Linked DNA regions of Mus musculus: region 2 is linked to region 1. A link is a contact called in public HiChIP or PLAC-seq data. All regions are on one chromosome and are shown on one strand. The core of a region is the stretch at or near the end of the contact, and the rest is flanking DNA. Distances in the headings are between cores, read along the strand shown. Region 1 holds the start of Arfgap2 (ADP-ribosylation factor GTPase activating protein 2). Region 2 overlaps 1110051M20Rik (RIKEN cDNA 1110051M20 gene).

Region 1 (2,566 bases), core at 22-2,521:
GAGAAACCAAACTCACTTTGAGAAATCAAGGAAAAGTTAAATACCCAGGCAGAAGGATGGGGGTGGAAGAAGGTAAAGGAACGTTACCGCATTGGCATTCCCGCCGACCTGCATACACCTCAGCTGCAACCAGCTCCAGTTCGAATCCAACTCTGTGGACCTGTGTACAAGGGCTGAGTGTCACCTTCCCTATCAAGACTAAACCTGTCATTCGGCCTCAGGCTTCTGTGGGTGTCCAGGAACCATCAGTCACTGTCCCATTTCCTCCTCTCTCCCCTGTATTTGAAATCATTGCGCTTCGCCTAATCCAAAGGGTACTAATTATTTCTGAAAAGGAGATCCGAAAGGAGGTCGACTTCTGAGAAATGCAGGCACGGGTTTGGCTCTTCTTAAAGTTTGGTCAAAGTCGCACTGGAGACCTACTGGGCCAATCTTTCTGCAATAACAAGGTCAATGCATCTAAGCTCTCCCCCAAACTGATGCTGAGTACCATGTTAACTGTGAAGAGAGAAGTCTACAGAGGTGGAACCCCCCGCCGCCCTCCGCCCGCAAGCCCCCGCTGTAGGCTACCAGAACTCCCGCCAGGAGAAATCCAAACATCAAATTCAGGAAGGTCCAAGTCCAGGCGCCCTCTCCCCGTCGCTGACCACGCACACAGCCCCCGTGGAGGCACAGCACCCTCACACAGAACCTACCTGATAAAGCTGAGATGGACACCCAAGGAGCGATGCACTCCGGAGCAGTCAATACACAAAAATACACCGTAAGTGATGCTGGCCCAACTAGGACTCTTGGCGCCACAATCGAAACAGGCCTAAGTGGAAAAGACGACAAGCGAACGGTTAGGGCCCAGAGTCGAGGCCCGGCGCTAGAAACCACAAGAAAGCCTCCAACCTCCGTCCTCGCCCTCCCTCAGACCCCAGGGGACAAGAGACGTCTTCTCCGCCGGCGTCAGGACCCGTACCCCGCCCGCTCAAGCACCTTGTTGGTGGGAATTGCGCGAAGTCTCTTAAAAATAGTCTGGATTTCGGTCTTGCTCGGGCTCGCCGCCATTTTCTCTCCTTCCCAGACACAACCGCGACCGACAGGTCCCGGCGCGGGCCAATCCTCGGCGGCGAAGGCAGGCTCACCGCGCCGGTCACGACAGGGCCCCGACCCGCCTACGAGTGGAGTGATTCGACCAGATCTGGGCCAATGAACGTCGGGCGGGGCTGAAACATGACGTTAGCAGCCGGGAGCTCCACCACGGGCCTGAGAGTGAACGCCGCGCTGCGCCTGGCCAATCCGCAGCCCGAGCGGGCGACGGCTCGTGGACTGGCCCAAACTTCCTCACGAGTTCCTGCTGGACCCGGGTACCCTACGTACCGCTCGACCACTGGCTGTAGGCGTCAGGCAGAGAGCCATGGTAACAGACTCTGTGATGGACGAGTAATGATTAACAATCTCCCAAGTGCTCATAGCCCCATCCGGAAGGCATTGGCAGGGCTCCAGCTCAGCTCACAATCCAGCAACTGGCCTAGAGCAGAGGCCAGCACACAACAACCTTGATCACCAAGTCCCTTCCAGTCCAGATTGCACTCCTGAAATTCCGGGGCAGATACCAGGAGGCAACTGCCTGCCCAATCCCAGTTCCATAACACATGGCACGCCCACGGGCCGACCCCGTGCCTCCCACCAGCAAGAGTAGGCTATCAAAAGACGCTCACAACACTTGATGGGGTTTTTATTCTTAATCAAATTTAATGCACACTACAAGTCACAAAAGAAGGTGCTGCCAGCCTCAAACTACATTCTCCCCAACCTCACCCCAGGAACTCCTAAACAGTTTAGGAGCTGGATCCTCCCACTCTGGGATGACCCAAATGTTCCCGAGGAGGCTCGGGCACCTCTCGACCCTCCATCATTCCAACCTCCAACTCTAGACACAGACCCCTGCCCTTCATGGGCCCTGAGACTTCCTCCTGTGGGAAAAGAGAGACAGCAGCAGCACATGGTTCAGGGCCTTCAGGTCCAGCAGTCCAGGAAGGGTTAAGCTCTGGCCCAGGTCAGAGAGACGCCTTGGTAGGGCTGTCAGGGCACTCAGGCGCCCACACATTCTACGTAATTGGCAGGGTACAGACCAATGCGGCCACTCTGCAGCTGGCCCTGGCACCAGCCCTGCTCATCCTCCTCGCTCATCTTCAGCAACTCTTCCCCTGAAGAAAGACAAAACAGTCATTGCCCAAAGCACTGGCTTTACTGGTCTCAAAACTAGGTCATGGACTGGGGGATGGAATAGCACAAGGGCCGACAAACTGGAGGATACCCAACTCAGACCAGGATAGGACACAGCCAGGAAAAGCCACCCAACCTTAGACCCCAGGGAGGCAACTGTCAGGCTGCAGCTGGACCCTGAGCAGCCTGTGAGGATGGAGTCCCTGGCTTTCTTCGTCTACAGCCCTGCTCTAGCAAGTAGGACGGGGGCTGAAGTGGGAAGGACCATGAAAGGGCCCAGCATACCTGCTCGGAAGCTCAGCTCATCAGCCTCCTGGCCAGCATAGTCATAAAGCGCCCGTACCCTCACCCC
Region 2 (2,566 bases), core at 33-2,532, 130 kb before region 1:
AAATCACTTTAAAATTTTTCCTTGTTTTTGTATCATGTTAACAAGATCACTAAAACAGTGGATGTGAAATTCTGTTGTGGATTAAAGATCCTTCAAAAGTTTCACCCACTAATGGGAAGAGTGTTTCAGGCAATGTATAGGCAAACATGGGCCAGCTAACAGAGTGTGGGACTCTGTGTCCTGTGGTAGCCATTCTCTGTCTTAGGAGGTGGTATGAGTTACAGGCAGCTCTGTGGGGTATGTGTCTTTGTTTTGCAGGGTTTCTGTGAAAAATGACATCCAAGAAATAGCAAGTGGCATTAGGTGGTAATCCAGAGTTTAGCATGGTACCAGGCTAGGTTAGCCAGCAGTAAGGACTGCTTTTGGCCAGCTGCTCCATTTCTGGTAAGAGATTACTGCTTTATTTATTGGGGTTTTGTTGTTGTTGACTCATTACAGATAATGACTAGTTCTAGCCAAATTCTTGTCATCATTGGTGCTAAAGGCTCTTGTGACCAAAGAGCACCTGTTCTGAAAGGCTCTGTGCTCAGTGACTGATGCTCCTCTCTTCCAAAGCACTCTTCTGGTTTGTTCTTTCTTTCTCTGAAGTACCTTTAAGCATCTCTGCATGGTGACTCACTCTCTTCTAGCCTACCTCCTCCTGCCTTGCTGAATGCTAGATTTCCCAGCTCACAACTGTAAGAAGGGGCTTTATTTCAGAGTAGAAAGGGGCCCCCATATGTGGCCTATTATATCCATATCAACTTGCTTACCCTTTTCAAACAGCTATTGTCTTTTAATAGGGTCCTGCCTGGCAGGGGGAGTCCTTAATTCCTGCCATATAAGAATGGACAGCTTGAGTTACAGCGAGCTGCAGTTCGGTACTCTGATCAAAAGGCCTCTGTTGTTTTTAGAGGTTTTTTTCTCCCTCTCTCTCTTTCTTTTTCTATATCCTGGACTAATAATTCAGCACAGCAAGGTCATTACAGGCTTTGAATTGAGAGCTGAGAGTGTTAAATTACTGACCTAGAATAAAAGAGATCTGGGGGGCTCTCAAGAAAGATAAAGGGATCCCAGCTAGAAAACTGCAAAGCCAAGCAACCTCACTTCTTAACAATATTATTTTTTTAATCCTCTCTGTCTCCACGAGTCTTTTCTGGGACAAGAAAAGATCTCCTGCCAGAGAAACTAGGTCAGGAACTCAGTAACATCTCCTGAGAGATGAGGCCTAGGTGCTGGCAGCCCCTGGGTGCCTCTGTCCTCTTTGGTCTGTCTTTCCATTGTGTCAGTATTTTCCTCTCTCCTGCCTTGCCTCCTCTGTCTTCATCTTTTTCTGCTGCCCTGTCAGAATGCTGATGACTGGGTAAATGATAACTGAACAGTGGGAGCTGATTTGGCTTCTAGCTCTGCCTGGTAAGTCTGAGGGCTCTATCCACCGTGGCTTTTGCTGCATTGTAAGAAGGTGGAGACGCCATAGTGGAGAGATAGATACATAGATAAGAACAGTGATGATGGCCTGGATCCATTCATGAGAGCCGAGTCCTCATAACTAATTATCTCCTTCACTTTTCACCTCTCTATGGTGTTATATGGTGATTAAACTTCAACACAAGCATGGGGGGGTCAACACATTGAAACTATAGCACTCCCTTAGCCAACAAGTTAGCTTTTGTTAATACATTACAACATTCCAGATGAAAGATAGTATCCCACGAAGGGATTTGAAGTATATAAGAAATACACTATTTAATCTCCCCCAAATTAAAATTTTTATTACATTTATTCATTTGAATGGGGGCATGTGCATGTGGCATATATATGTGCAGAGGTCAGAAGACAGTTTGTGGAAGTCAGTTCTCTCTACAGTGCACATACTGGGAAGCAAACTCGGTCATCAGGCTTGGTGGCAAGTACCTTTACTTACAGAGTTCTATCAATGCTCTGCCCCCCTCAGCAAATATACAGTTCACATCTGAAATCTCTGCATACACGAGGCTAAGGCAGAAAAATTACCATGTATTCAAGGCCAGCCTAGGGAGTACCATATGACCCTGCCTCAAAATTAAAAAGTACAGAATATCTAAGATACAGGCCACAGAACTCAAAAAGGTCAACAAGCTGAAGTGCCCAAGTGAGGATGCCTCAGTCCCACTTGAAAGAGAAAAGCAAGCAACACAAGTGGGGATAGAGGGAGGGACCTGGGAGAGAAAGTGGATGGGGTTGAGGGGAGTAGGGGGTAGAGGGGAACCTGATCTGGCATTAGGTGAGGGAAAAGGACTGAAGCCCTGAGGGCCAGCAGAAAGAATGTAAACAGGCAACCTCAGGAAATAGGAGGTTGGGGGGACCCCCCCCCAGAATGTACCAGAGACCTGGGAGGTGAGAGACTCCCAGGATTCAAAGGGAGAGTCCTTAGATGAAATGCCCGACAGTAGGGAGAGGGAACTTATAGAGCCCACCTCCAGCAGGAAGACAGGGCATCAAGTGAGGGATGGGGTTGCCATCCCACAGTCACATCTCTGACCCATAATTATTCCTGTCTGAAAGAATTACAGGGGTGGTAATAGAGAGGAACCTCAGGAAAAGAAGG

Evidence for each region. HiChIP or PLAC-seq counts read pairs in DNA pulled down with a chosen protein or histone mark.
Region 2: an H3K4me3 HiChIP or PLAC-seq map of stem cell-derived neural progenitor cells shows a contact between it and region 1, with 2.3 times the contacts expected there. The contact joins the enhancer-like site here to the promoter of Arfgap2 in region 1. A contact is called at or near these places in 2 of 39 promoter capture datasets (hippocampal neurons and stem cell-derived epiblast-like cells), 2 of 115 datasets of contacts at active chromatin or transcription factors (pancreatic cancer cells and stem cell-derived neural progenitor cells) and 2 of 9 other capture datasets (adipose tissue and liver).

Annotation. Positions count from the first base shown.
Region 1 is chr2:91,263,820-91,266,385 of GRCm38.p6, reverse strand. Arfgap2 (ADP-ribosylation factor GTPase activating protein 2) reads right to left here and starts at 1,271. Exons shown (of 16, transcript NM_023854.2): 1 at 982-1,271; 2 at 696-814; 3 at 88-160. The coding sequence starts at 1,053. Pacsin3 (protein kinase C and casein kinase substrate in neurons 3) reads right to left here. Exons shown (of 11, transcript NM_001289678.1): 10 at 2,500-2,566; 11 at 1,706-2,195. The coding sequence ends at 2,080.
Region 2 is chr2:91,398,072-91,400,637 of GRCm38.p6, reverse strand. The region is part of intron 2 of 1110051M20Rik (RIKEN cDNA 1110051M20 gene); the gene reads left to right. Among named protein-coding and RNA genes, the nearest start is that of 1110051M20Rik, 45 kb to the left of the region's middle. Within about 2 kb of position 1,282, at least 36 of the 459 cell types and tissues checked have an H3K27ac peak or open chromatin away from gene starts, as enhancers often do. A contact at or near this core is called in stem cell-derived neural progenitor cells, where this site is marked.